Regions from separate parts of the Sus scrofa genome. Here all the other regions are linked to region 1. Evidence: chromatin contacts called from public HiChIP or PLAC-seq data. All regions are on one chromosome and are shown on one strand. Each heading gives the region's core, a stretch centred on a gene start, on an enhancer-like site or on the middle of the called end of the contact. The rest is flanking DNA. Distances are from core to core; before and after follow the strand shown. Region 1 overlaps FNDC3B (fibronectin type III domain-containing protein 3B). Region 2 overlaps FNDC3B (fibronectin type III domain-containing protein 3B). Region 3 has its middle 8.6 kb from the start of TMEM212. Region 4 has its middle 23 kb from the start of TMEM212.

Region 1 (3,027 bases), core at 172-2,671:
ACGTTACACCTGATAGCCTGTATAAACTTGCTTAACCTTTAGCATAATGATATTTTTTCCAGGATATTGACCGGATGATTGCGTATAAGGATGTTTATCTATAGTCCAGTGAATTAAAACTTTTAGGCAAATAGAGAGCATATATCACTTATTTGTAGTATTGTTCCTTTGAATGATATGGCTAGTGAGTCTTCATTTTGAAATGTTTCAAACTAGTTCGGCATCTTTTGACCTAAATCTTCTAGCCTTCAGCTTTGAGGAATACATCATTTGGATTTGTGAGAACAGTAAGATTTAGCCAGGTGGTCAGTTCCTATTAGCTTGAGAGGGCTTGGACCTCAACTGACTGGTGTTTATTAAATACTTGTTTTTTTGCAGAATGCTCTCCCATCATGAGGAGAGGACTCTCATAGTGAACAGTGAACCCTCTCCTTGAACCAGCTGACATTTAATTTTCTAATGTTCTCTCAGGATTCTTATGACTCAATCTTGTCATGAACCTCTGAATCAGTAGAAGTAATGGAAGATGGTAGATTTCTTTTGAAATGATAGATTATTCTTTTAGATGTCGGTCAGTCCCCTTCCCCTGGGGCAGGGGGTGGGATGTTCACAGTTGTAGGTGCCTTCAGATGAGAATTGGTGGTGAAGGACAGGCAGAGGATAAGGTATATTTATGTGCTGGCTCCACACTCAGGTTTTCCTAGGTGTCCCCCAGGTGATGAGGCTGATTATTCACTTCAGTGAGAGCAAAGCCTGGTGGCCCACTCCACGCTTTCCATTTCTCCTTTAGAAGTAGAAAATTGTAGGAGTTGCATAAACCAATACTTGGAGCTTGGGAGCCTTCCGTTCAGTCAGAACCAGTATTGGTTGGTGTCTAACTGTAAAGATATAGCAGCAAGTGGAACAGGGAGACTTATAATTCCTCTTCATCTCTCCACTATTATAGAAATTCCACCAGGGCAGGGACCTTGTCTCTCCTCTTCTCTCTCTTCTCCAATTGAAGCACAGTTGATTTAAATGTGGTATTTCCTTTTCCCTTTATACAGTGGCAAACAATAAGTGCTCAGTGTTTATTGAATAAATGACTTAATGACTGAGCAAAACATAGTGTTTTTTTGACACTGAGATACCAGTGTGTTTGAACCATGAAAAAAAGCTGTTGGATTTTCATTTTAAAATACTGTTCCAATTCTTGGAAGAAATGTGGCATCATTTTCAGCTTAAAGTAACTGAGATACCTGAAAATATGTGAAGATCCAAAGATTTTTGGTGTTCAGTAATAGTGAAGAACTGTTTGTCTTGCAAGTAACAGAAACACTTAAAGTAGCTTAAGCAAAGAAAAAAAGTTTGGAGTCATTGGAAATGAGGGCAGTCCCTGGACCTCGTGAGGTCTTGGAACCAGCCCTGGGAAGTCATTGGGAGCCAAGGCTGCTTTTCTTCCTCTTTCCCTTCCTTCTTTTTTAATACTTCTTCTTCTGTAGAGCCCATCTTATATAAATGCTGGAAGCCTCTAACTTCATAAAGCTTTATCAGTTTTAATTTTTTCTTCCAAACGACAGTCTACACCTTTTTAGTAATGAATTGAAGTTGTGGATGGTAGAAGTATTGTCTTAGTGTCATTTTGAGGCAAATTCTTTTCCAGTGTGTCAGTTATAGCTAGTTTGTGGGATGAAAGTTTTGGAAAGTTATGTAAAGAATGATCGCTATTCAACAAAATAATGATAATCTATATTTTCCCGTCTCTTGTTTTTTTAAAATGAACTGCAGTGAGACATGGCCAGGTTGATTTCTTCCCTTAAATCATCCCAGAAACTATGCCCAGTCCATTAATTGCTTTGTTCAGTGGGCAGGAAATGGTTATGTTTGTACAAGTTACACAATCTTAGCTAAGTCGGAGCAAGAAACCAAAGAGGTCTCTGATCTTTTTTTTTTTTTTCCCCTCCAGAATTAAACATTTGGATCCACAAACTTACACATGATGCATGAATCAGGTTACTGGGGGACACTTAGCAAAAACCATAATTTATTTTACTTGTCAGAATGGCTGCCTGTCTAGAGGTACTAAGAAAAGTGGTTGCCTGAGGTCGTCAGGCTGGTAGTGAGATTAAGTCTATGCAGTTTTACTTCCTTTTTAACAGTTTCTTTCCTTTTTTTTTTTTTTTGCTTTTTAGGGCCACACCTGCAGCATATGGAGGTTCCAAGGCTAGGGGTCATAGTGGAGCTGTAGCTGCTGGCCTACACCACAACCACAGCAATGCAGGATCCAGGCCAAATCTTTAACCTACACCACAGCTCATGGCAACGTCAGATCCTTAACCCACTAAGCAAGGTCAGGGGTCAAACCTGTGTCCTCATGGAGCTAGATTCTTTAACCACTGAGCCACGACGGAAACTCCTTAACAGTTTCTTATGCATGCAATAAAGGAGGTGTCCTGAAGCTGGTGCCCTGTTGGCATGACCAGGAAGAGTTCACCTTCTGCTCTCTCCCTTCCCCATCCTCCCTTGCAGGCTGTTTATAAATTTGTTCTTTTTCTTTCCTGGAGTTGGCAAGTTGCCTACTTAATACCATCCATTTGTCCATCCCTGTTACCTGTCTATTAATTCCCAATCATCTACTTTTCTTCCTGAAAGTGGAATTTTTCTCTTTATCACCATTTGATGATTCTTCAAGCATTATAATTGATATTTCGCAATTTTAGCAGAGCTGATTTTATATATAGTATTTTAAGGTATTTTCTGACTTTGCCTAACTGTTCATTCATTCATTCATCCTCCTTTCATTTTTATTTCCATTACTTATTTCCTGAAGCCTGTATATCACTAAGAAAATGTAATCTTAAGTAATGGAGTAACTAATAGAGGTCAAATTGAGAGAGGAATGAATGAAGAATTATATGAATTTAGGTAGAGTCAGAAAATAGTTTCCCTCTTTAAAACAGGAGCTCTTCCTTTGAAAGAAGTAGAATTTTGCTGTATGAGCTAATGCTGCAAAATCTCGTTTACTCTCATAGCTCCTTAAAATTTCTT
Region 2 (3,027 bases), core at 145-2,644, 250 kb after region 1:
GGCACACGAGGCTCCAGCTCTCCCTCCAAACCTTCTGCTGGTCATTTCTAAGCCTGGTGCCCCTGGTACCAGGTCTCTTTCCAGACTACACCCTAGTGGAATATAGGGCCAGCAGGATGGGAGAGGGTTTGCTGGGGTCACTTCCCCCACCCCCAGCCCTCTCCAGAGCCAGAGCTCTCCTCCCCCAGCCACACACCCATGGCCTCTCTGGCACCCAGGGGGTTGTAGAAATGAGCTCAAAAGGCAGAAAGGTAGCCAGTTACAGAAAGGAGCAGATCCCTGCCTGAGAGGGAAGCAGATATCCCTCAGTCTTGAAGCAAGTTTAGCTTCAGGAGTCATACCCCACCCTTTGCTGTGGCACCTGGTCTGAGAACCACAGCTTGGGGTGAAGTGACCCCATCCACATCCCACAATGAATGTCTGGCTGTCCCCACATTTTTATTATATCAGCACTGGTTAGAGTTCCCAGAATACTTTATCCTTTTGCTCAATTTTTAATCACCATTCCAATGAAATAATTACTGTAAAATTCTGAAGGTGTTAGGAACATAAGAGCACAGGGCATCAAGTCCTGCTGACAAGTCTCTAGAAAGACCTTCAAGAATGAGAGAGCAGCAGCCCAGAGGCCAGTGAGTATCCGGCCTTTGTTTCTGCTAAGACTGGGCATGCTGTGCTAAGTTGACCTTGGGAAAAGCTGCTTTCATCAATTGCTTACCACCTGCTGGCCTCTGAAGGCAGGTGTGGCCCTAATGGGGAACCAAAAACAGAAATGTGAAGTACAGGGGGAGCTGATACATCAGCTGTCCTGAATCCATTGTCCCTAAGGCCATATCACCATTCACAGAATTCACTTGGAAATTCCTCACTAATAGTTCTGCAAGAGGGTTGGATGCCTACTTTTCTCCTTTAATAATTGTGCATAGACAATCCTTTAGTATTTCAATCAAGGAAATTGTGACTGTAAGGTGGTAATGAGCAAACTAAAAATGGAACATGCAGGTGTCACTGGCTTTTCAGCTCTGGCCATCAGTTTCAGTTTTCCCCTGAAACAGATCAGTTTTCATAACTTGGAAAGGTGTGACCTTTCCTGGCCATGTCACCTTGTGGCGACCCTGGTGGGATGTAATGTTTAGAGCCTTGGGGCCTGAGAACTGGCCCTGCATTTTTGTGGATCTTTTGCAACTGCGTCCTCCTCTGGGAGACTCCATATCAGAAGAGCAGGCCACTTTCAAGGCAGTTTTCTGCGTAACTATTGGATGAGTCATTATTCACGTTTTAATTTCTTTCTGATCGCACTGTACCCCACCCTCACGTTTACATCTTAATTTACAAGTCCTAGTCATTCTGAAGCCTGGTAGGAAGCAGGCCCAAAGCCCCATGAGGGTTTTTTTCTTCGGCTAGATTTAAGTATGACACATAGTGGTGACTTGAAAAAGAAACCATGAGTTTTACTTCAATCTAGAATTATGACTAAGAGAAATGTTTCTTAACTTTTTAACAGCAAAACAGTGCTTAGAAGCTCAGTTTTCAGGATGGAGCTTCTTTCCCACAATGAAGAGGTTTGGGGTGGGGTGGGGTCTGGAAGGCGGAGGAGATGCTCCCAGCTCACCACCCTCCAGGCCACCACCAAGCTGGTCCCTCTGACCTGCCCTTTCCCCTCCTTGGGCACCCTCCCACTAAATTTGCCCCTTCTGCTGTTTCTCTGCTTTATGACACAGAGGTATCTAGTAAAGGTGAGAGGATTGAGGGTATGGAGGCCTCTAGAGTATGGATGGGCTTTTGTGAAAAAGTATTAGGAACCTTTGGACTTACTTACACATAAATGCCTGCCCAGTGTGTTTTAAGGAATGGTGACCTGGCTGTTTCCTAGAAAAATTGAATAAGTGGGCAAACTTCATAGTCAGATAAGAACTTTTTTTTCTATTTCAAAGACATAAGTTCTGTAAAGGAAGTATTTATGGAAACTCAGCTTGCTGAGAGTTCAACTCTTAGCTGTTGTGCTAACTGGTGCAATTGCAGCTAGTTCCTCAGAGCAAGCAGGGTTCTCTTAAGAGCTTATGTTGATATGTTCAGTGACATGGCCTTCACATAGGGAGACCTGGATTAATAGTCTCTGCATTGTCTCTTACTAATCAAACGAATAGTTTCATCCCTAAGACTCAGCTCCTCCACTTGAATAGTGACATCTGTTATCTCACAGGTACATTAAGATTGAATGAGATAACTTGGGCAGTAACAGATTATGTATGTTGATTATTTCATGTCCCGTTTAGCACATTAATGTTAAGATCTGGGGTAGGAAAAGTCAATTATGGAGGGGTCGTATGAAAGGAGTATGGCATTTCTCTGTCGGGAACTTAAACAGGAGCCCTGAAGTTAATGGCTCTGGTTTGAACTAAACAAAAACTGATGTCAGTGCTATATATAGATACTAATTTACCATTAGCTTAGCTCCCAGACATGACAATATATGAAAGAACTAGAAAAATAGCTTTGTGGGAATGTGACTAGTGGAGTTCCCAAGAATTGTCCTCACATGTGACTCAGCTATCCTGAAAAGGAATTTCACATCTGGCTTTCCTGTGACTAATGAGCCAGCACAGCTGTAAAACACAGTAGACTGAGAATGAAATAAATACTGCAGAAATCAAGGGAAATATACTTTGAAATAGAAAAGGCCAGCAGCAGGTAGAACCCATAATCCCCAGGGCAGCCATTAGCCAGGCAAGGCTCAGCAGAAACCTAGAGCAGGTGGCAGGCCCCAGACTGCACTCTGTGGATGTCAAGTTCAGGAGCAGCCAACCTCGCTCACTTAGGAGCTGAGCTAGCCCCTAGGAGGTGCTTGGTACCTGGTTTATTAATCAGGTTTCCATTTAACCTAGGTGTTTACTAGTTAGTATTGATCATCTTTCAGAAGGCTTCTTAGCACAAGTGAATCTGCACGTGGCTTCTCTGGCTAGTCAACAGCACTTCTTGGAGGACCAGCAATGTCCAGTCCTGCAGGATGGAGGAGGAGAGCCTCCCTGC
Region 3 (3,027 bases), core at 138-2,637, 200 kb before region 1:
AGAGGATGACATTAAAAGATCCTATAGAACAGATATTTATTAAAAACATTAGTTAATATAGCATTATGAAAAATGAAGGGTAAACATTTCATAATTTCTGTGTGTGTGTGTGTGTGAATGGCAAGCCTATTTTCATAGCTCTTACTATTCTTACGCCTACACACACACATGTAAACTTACCTGTAAATGGTCCCTTATAGACTTGGGTCTGACTAGAGATGGCAGAAACTTCCTTGGCACTTATTAGCATTGGGCCTCTCCTTCCTGCCATTCACTAAACATTGATTTCCAAAATGGATTTTTTCAAAACTTCTTCCCCCTCTCCCTTTTAGAGAAAATAGATAATTTTCTTAACACATAAACACTTCTTACTTCAAGTTTATAAGAACATGGATCAGGAGTTTGACCTATCACTTTCGAAAAACTGCCCATCTTTAACATGGAGTCAGGCAAAAGAAATGCAAAAATAATAGTGGAAACTATTTCACATGATCACTGAGGCTGTAAGGAGTGGGGAAAGGAGAGCCTCCATGAAGAGAGAATTGGTAGAAAAAGTAGAGTTCACTCTGTTTTAAAATATCCTAAGTGAATATGGTATAAAAACCACAAAGCATAGTTTTATCCTCAAAGGATGTAAAGGAAATAGAATCTTTAGGAAAGAATGACTGTGTGCTAGGGAGAGAGTTGAAAAGTATATTTTGCAAGAAAGTCAGACTTCAACTCAGAACTCGGCTTTTTCAGCTTGAGGCCAAGACTATAAAAATTAGAAGAAACCCTTTCTTTAGGACTAGATTGAAGGGTTTATATTATGCATCCCAGCAGCCAGCTTTGCATGACCTGTTTTCTCTCCCTTTACTCTAAACTCTGTAATGGTGATTATAATTTTCCCATTCTGGGCTTAAGGCTGCCACTTTCTTTTGTGCTGAAAACCCAGGACTGTTATTAGCATGGTTGCATGATTGTTGGCCTTACAAATAGTTATTCATAAATACCAAAGTGGAAAAAAAAATCATGTTTAGCAACAATATACTAGACATTGTTTTATTACATATATCCAGTCCAGAAGATTTAAAATTCAGATTAGATCATTATCACATATGTAATGGGTAGAATTTGGAACATCTATGCTGAGGTTTATACCAAGTTGATCTGAGTTGAAAGAACTGAGTAATAATGTTGAAGAGTCACACTTAGCTGAATTTAAACCCTTTAAAACTTAACACATGAATTGAAAATTTGCCCTCTCCCTAAACTATAAACTTCTTGAAGCATGACTGGTCTCTCCCTGTGGTATTATCTTTCAATTTTGAACAACTGAACTAATCTAAGTAATGATTCATCTGTCACTAGAGGGGGTTGAAGCATTTCTGTCCTCTGTTGCCACAGAGCAAGAAAGATTCTAGAAAGTTGTCCTTTCTCCCACTTGGTATGTGTGGGAGTATCAAACCCCAAATAGAGCAGTGCTAAACTTTTTTTTTTCATATTTTGTTTTTCTATAAACAAACTTTATCTGTGGCCTTGTAGCAGACGGTCAGTTCCAGGAAACACACGGCTAACAATGTCATTCCCCTTGTATTGCACGTAATATAAAAACAGAGTTTAAGTAAATATTTGAATTAGGACAATTTGAAAAATTTAACTTTGGAGTAGCCTTTCCCTGGCATGTATTGATCACTTTTTCTAGAGTGGCTCTTTCTAATATGCTATCCCTACACCATTTAAATGAAGCTTGTTCAGTGTAACATATAATATATTAGCAGAGTATAATCCTAGAAACTCAGCATTTGCAGAATGGAACTGCAATTAGGAGATTCAACTCCTGCTGCATATCAAAGAAAAGCTGATCTATAAATAGCAGTAGAGCAACACCTAGTGCTAAGCACAGATATAGCAGAAAGATCTCAGTCACAACCATCTTATTAGGCCTTAGGTTTTATACTGAATGGATAAACAACAAGGTCCTACTCTGTAGCATACGGAACTATATTCAATATTCTATGATAAATCGTAATGGAAAAGAATAGGAAAAAAGAATGTATACCTATTCATAACTGAATCACTTTGCTACACAGCAGAAATTAACACAACATTGAAAATCAACTATACTTCAATAAAATAAATTTTTAAAAAGTTTTAGTTTATGGTTGCAATAGGATGACTCTTTTCCTTGGTATTTTAACCATGGAATTATTCTGTGAAATGACAAGCCTGGACTGGCTGGTCTTTAAGGTTCTTATAGACTCAGTGTGTGATCCTGCAGTTGGGTTATTTTTATGTACTTTTCATTTTCATTGCCCTACATTCTTCTTAGTGAACTTGTCCATTAGATAAAGGAGGCTTGCTTAGGCCTAGCTTTTACCTTTTATGTCAATTAGCTTTGCGTAGATTGTGAGAAAGAAGCAGAAGTGTTTATGTACTTGGACAATGCCATGAGGAAGTTCCAAGAAATGCCCTTTCTCTTCTTTAAAAAAATAGTAAATATATACATATGTACAAACTAGGGTAGGATACCTCCATTGTTGAAAAAGGAAAGTGTGGGCCTTTGTATGAAAAAAATGATCCCACATCTGCTAGTAGTAGGTGGTGTTTATTCTATGCTACTCAATTCCTTATGTCATAAGGACGCACTTCTTTTATTATCCTATCTCAGAAGAGATCACAATATCATCTGTATGGAAATACAAAAAGAGCATAAGTTTTCATAGCCAAATTCTCTGGAGCACAAGTTTTCTATGTCTTTGTTATTTCATTTGTCTATAGACCGGGGAAAATACTTACTATTTATGGAAAGTGGTCAGATAAAGAAATAGATAAAACCTTTGAATATGCAGAGATACATAAAAACCGTTAAATTAGATAGATCACCATGAACATGAACTGCTTTAAAAGCTGGCATCACCAGTGGAGGAAAAATGTGCATGAGAGCTTTCTTTCAGAGGCAGAAGTTCCTGCTGGACTTAAGCAGTTAGTCTGTGATCTTGTGTCTTTTCCTTTAAAACACACAATGTCATGTGGCAGTATGTCAGG
Region 4 (3,027 bases), core at 244-2,743, 170 kb before region 1:
TGGGCCTGATGATTATACAAGGAGGGACTTCAAATTTATCAACGAACTGTCTGAATTAATTTAGTACTAATTGAATATTCCCAGCCAGATCTAGGCACTGTAGCTATTTATTTACTTATATTTTGCTTTCTTATTTATATCCTATTCTGTTCTGAAAGGATTTAAGATCACTCCAGAGCATTTTATCAACAGTTGGAGTTCCAGCCCCTGTAACTCTAAATGTTAGACCAGTAAACCTCCAATAGTTGCTTGAACTTTTGCAAGAGGTTCTCAGCAAACGGTACACAATTCTGAGGATCCAAAACAGATGTATAAGAGAAATAGATCAATACTAAGTGCTTTGGGTTAACTGGAATCCGAGGTATAACCTGTTAATCTGATATCAAGACACATGTGGGTTATTTCTTGCTCTCGCATTGACAAAGAGATGGGTAGACATGATGTTATGCCCTTGCCTGGGAAAACTAAATACTCACTGTCACATAACCCCCAAAAGTCTGCTTTACAGATTGGAAATAATGAGGCACCTTTACTTTAAACAGCCTGTTTCCAGTTTTGTAGGGCTGTTGATATTACTGGCCTAGTGACAGATGCCAAGGCGGGAAAATAGGCTCAGTTACTTCTGACTCTTTGAATGTGGACACATCAGCTTGTGGGAAGGAAACTATTTAAAATGGGGCTTAGGGAAAGAAAAAAAAAATCCCCTTTCCCCATATGAGATTCTTCCACAGTGTTGTCATGCAATCTTGAAAACCTCCATACAGCAGATCACTCTCATTGGATATATGCAAATTTTCTGGGACCCAGTGGTTTCCTGCCAGGGAAAAACTTATAATAACAGAGCAAGAATGCAATCTGAGCCCTTGTTCTCTGAAACCCCTGAAAGAACAGAGTCGTTCTTGACAGCGCAATTTCAGCCCTTGACATTCCAGGAAATAGCTTAATAATGTCATTTAGGCTGGGGTTGTAACCAGTCCTAAGATATAGGGACACAAATGCTGTATGTAAAATCTTAAATATCAAGGACCATTGCGCATTTTCACACAGAGTTTAACAGTGAAGACCACCACCACAAAACAAAAACTGAGCAAGGTTTCCTAATTAAATTTTAACATTGTCACCACTAATTAAATCCCATATAGGAAAAGGAAAGTTTTCTGCCAAGAAATAATACAGACATATCCTGAAGACTATTTCCTTTCCATTTACTTTCCTAAATACTGTGCCCATGCCATATTCAGAATATGACACCCAAACAAAACTCTATGTTAATCATTAATATATATGAAGAAGCTACCCCCACCCTGGAGTCTTAGAAGCCTAAATGAGACACATTGGCCTTTACAGTCAATGTGTTTCATTTTTTCTGGGTGCAGTACCAAAAAAGGGTACAAGATTCAGGTTAAAAGTCAGGAAATGGATCAGGGCCCCACGCTATGACATCATTTTCTTGCAATGCAATGAAGCAATGACATTTCCTGCAGGAAAAATGATTAGAGCTGACAAGCAGCCTTAGTTAGCTGCAGTGTTTGCAGTGGAAGGTGTCAGGCCTGCCTTGCTCCAATTCCTGCCACCCTCCCTCCTCTTCCTTGGCTGGGGCTTCCCAGAGTTCAGGGACAGAGAGACCCAGGCTACTTCCATTTAGTGATCCTTATGTATTTAAAATAAAAATTTGCTGAAATGTCATTACGAAAATTGTGGAATTTTTTAGTTGGTAGAGCATTAACTAATTTAGACCCAAAGATATAATGTTTCCACTTACAAAAGGATTTCCAGATTTATTTTTCAAGCTGACATATAGGCAGAGCCTCCAGGGGTGATTGTGCAGATTGGCCAAAGGCAGAGAGTGGATTCAAAACTGGCTCACTCTCTGATGGCCAAACCTTGCTTACTGTTGCAGGGTTAGATCTGTCTTTTCTGGATTCACACAAAAGCCTCACAACCTGTGATAGATGGTCTTGGAATGGAACACAGTTGGAAGCTGAATGATGAACCAGTCTTCTGCTTTAAATCCTGGGTGTCTCTGTAACTGTAGGCATAATGTCTTCAGGGCGTCTCTAGAAGTGTGAATTTGAGGATATACCTACATGTAAAGTTCTGGGCCAAATCTGCCTCCTGGCAGGGTCACCCCAGCTCATAAGGGGCCCTTTTGGAATTTAGGGACAGGTGCTTTCAGTGAGCCAACACAGATGGTAAGAGGCACCTGGCTTGGCTAGTAAGTGTCTGGGGAAACGTTTCAGCCTGGCCAGGTGCTCTGTATGCAATCTACGTAACTATAGTGGGCCTATTGCTCCCTATGTGGTAGACCTCGTCCTGGACTCAACATATAGAAAGAACTGCTCCAGTCCTTAAGACCATTTTTTTTGGCGGGGGGGGGCTTTTTAGGGCTGAACCCACAGCATGTGAAGGTTCCCAGGCTAGAGGTCCATGCAGAGCTGTAGCTGCTGGCCTATGCCACAGCCATAGCAATGCAAGATCTGAGCCGTGTCTGTGACCTACACCACGGCTCACGGCAGCTCTGGATCCTTAACCCACTGAGTGAGGCCAGGAATCAAACCTGCATCCTCATGGATGCTAGACATGTTTGTTAACCACTGAGTCACAACGAGAACTCCCCTTAAGACCAATTTTGAGACCTGAATCAAGGCAAGAATTATTATTACTTTTTTGTCTTTTTTTTTTTCTTTTTGTCTTTTTAGAGCCATGGATGAGGTATATGGAGGTTCCCAGGCTAGGGATCTAATGCGAGTTGTAGCTGCCAGCCTACACCACAGCCACAGCAACTCAGGATCCAAACTGCATCTGTGGTCTACACCACAGCTCACAGCAATGCCAGATCTTTAACCCACTGAGTGAGACTAGGGATGGAACACACAATCCATGGTTCCTAGTCAGATTCATTTCCACTGCACCACAATGGGAACTCCAAGGCAAGAATTATTTAAGAGTGCAGGCCTACTCTCAGGGACTCCACATTAAATCACATTTGCTTCTCCACTTGCGGCCTGTGACTCAGTTTCAATAACT

Evidence for each region. HiChIP or PLAC-seq counts read pairs in DNA pulled down with a chosen protein or histone mark.
Region 2: an H3K27ac HiChIP or PLAC-seq map of alveolar macrophages shows a contact between it and region 1. The contact joins two enhancer-like sites. A contact is called at or near these places in 6 of 47 Hi-C or Micro-C datasets (alveolar macrophages, embryonic fibroblasts, fetal heart ventricle and 1 more) and 2 of 2 datasets of contacts at active chromatin or transcription factors (alveolar macrophages and skeletal muscle).
Region 3: an H3K27ac HiChIP or PLAC-seq map of alveolar macrophages shows a contact between it and region 1. The contact joins two enhancer-like sites. A contact is called at or near these places in 3 of 47 Hi-C or Micro-C datasets (embryonic fibroblasts and liver) and 1 of 2 datasets of contacts at active chromatin or transcription factors (alveolar macrophages).
Region 4: an H3K27ac HiChIP or PLAC-seq map of alveolar macrophages shows a contact between it and region 1. The contact joins two enhancer-like sites. A contact is called at or near these places in 2 of 47 Hi-C or Micro-C datasets (embryonic fibroblasts and fibroblasts) and 1 of 2 datasets of contacts at active chromatin or transcription factors (alveolar macrophages).

Annotation. Positions count from the first base shown.
Region 1 is chr13:110,605,325-110,608,351 of Sscrofa11.1, forward strand. All of the region lies in intron 1 of FNDC3B (fibronectin type III domain-containing protein 3B), which reads left to right. Among named protein-coding and RNA genes, the nearest start is that of FNDC3B, 19 kb to the left of the region's middle. Within about 2 kb of position 1,422, at least 14 of the 83 cell types and tissues checked have an H3K27ac peak or open chromatin away from gene starts, as enhancers often do. A contact at or near this core is called in alveolar macrophages and liver, where this site is marked.
Region 2 is chr13:110,855,832-110,858,858 of Sscrofa11.1, forward strand. All of the region lies in intron 11 of FNDC3B (fibronectin type III domain-containing protein 3B), which reads left to right. Among named protein-coding and RNA genes, the nearest start is that of GHSR, 130 kb to the right of the region's middle. Within about 2 kb of position 1,395, at least 10 of the 83 cell types and tissues checked have an H3K27ac peak or open chromatin away from gene starts, as enhancers often do. A contact at or near this core is called in alveolar macrophages, where this site is marked.
Region 3 is chr13:110,404,249-110,407,275 of Sscrofa11.1, forward strand. No RefSeq gene overlaps it. Among named protein-coding and RNA genes, the nearest start is that of TMEM212, 8.6 kb to the right of the region's middle. Within about 2 kb of position 1,388, at least 10 of the 83 cell types and tissues checked have an H3K27ac peak or open chromatin away from gene starts, as enhancers often do. A contact at or near this core is called in alveolar macrophages and liver, where this site is marked.
Region 4 is chr13:110,435,413-110,438,439 of Sscrofa11.1, forward strand. No RefSeq gene overlaps it. Among named protein-coding and RNA genes, the nearest start is that of TMEM212, 23 kb to the left of the region's middle. Within about 2 kb of position 1,494, at least 10 of the 83 cell types and tissues checked have an H3K27ac peak or open chromatin away from gene starts, as enhancers often do. A contact at or near this core is called in alveolar macrophages, where this site is marked.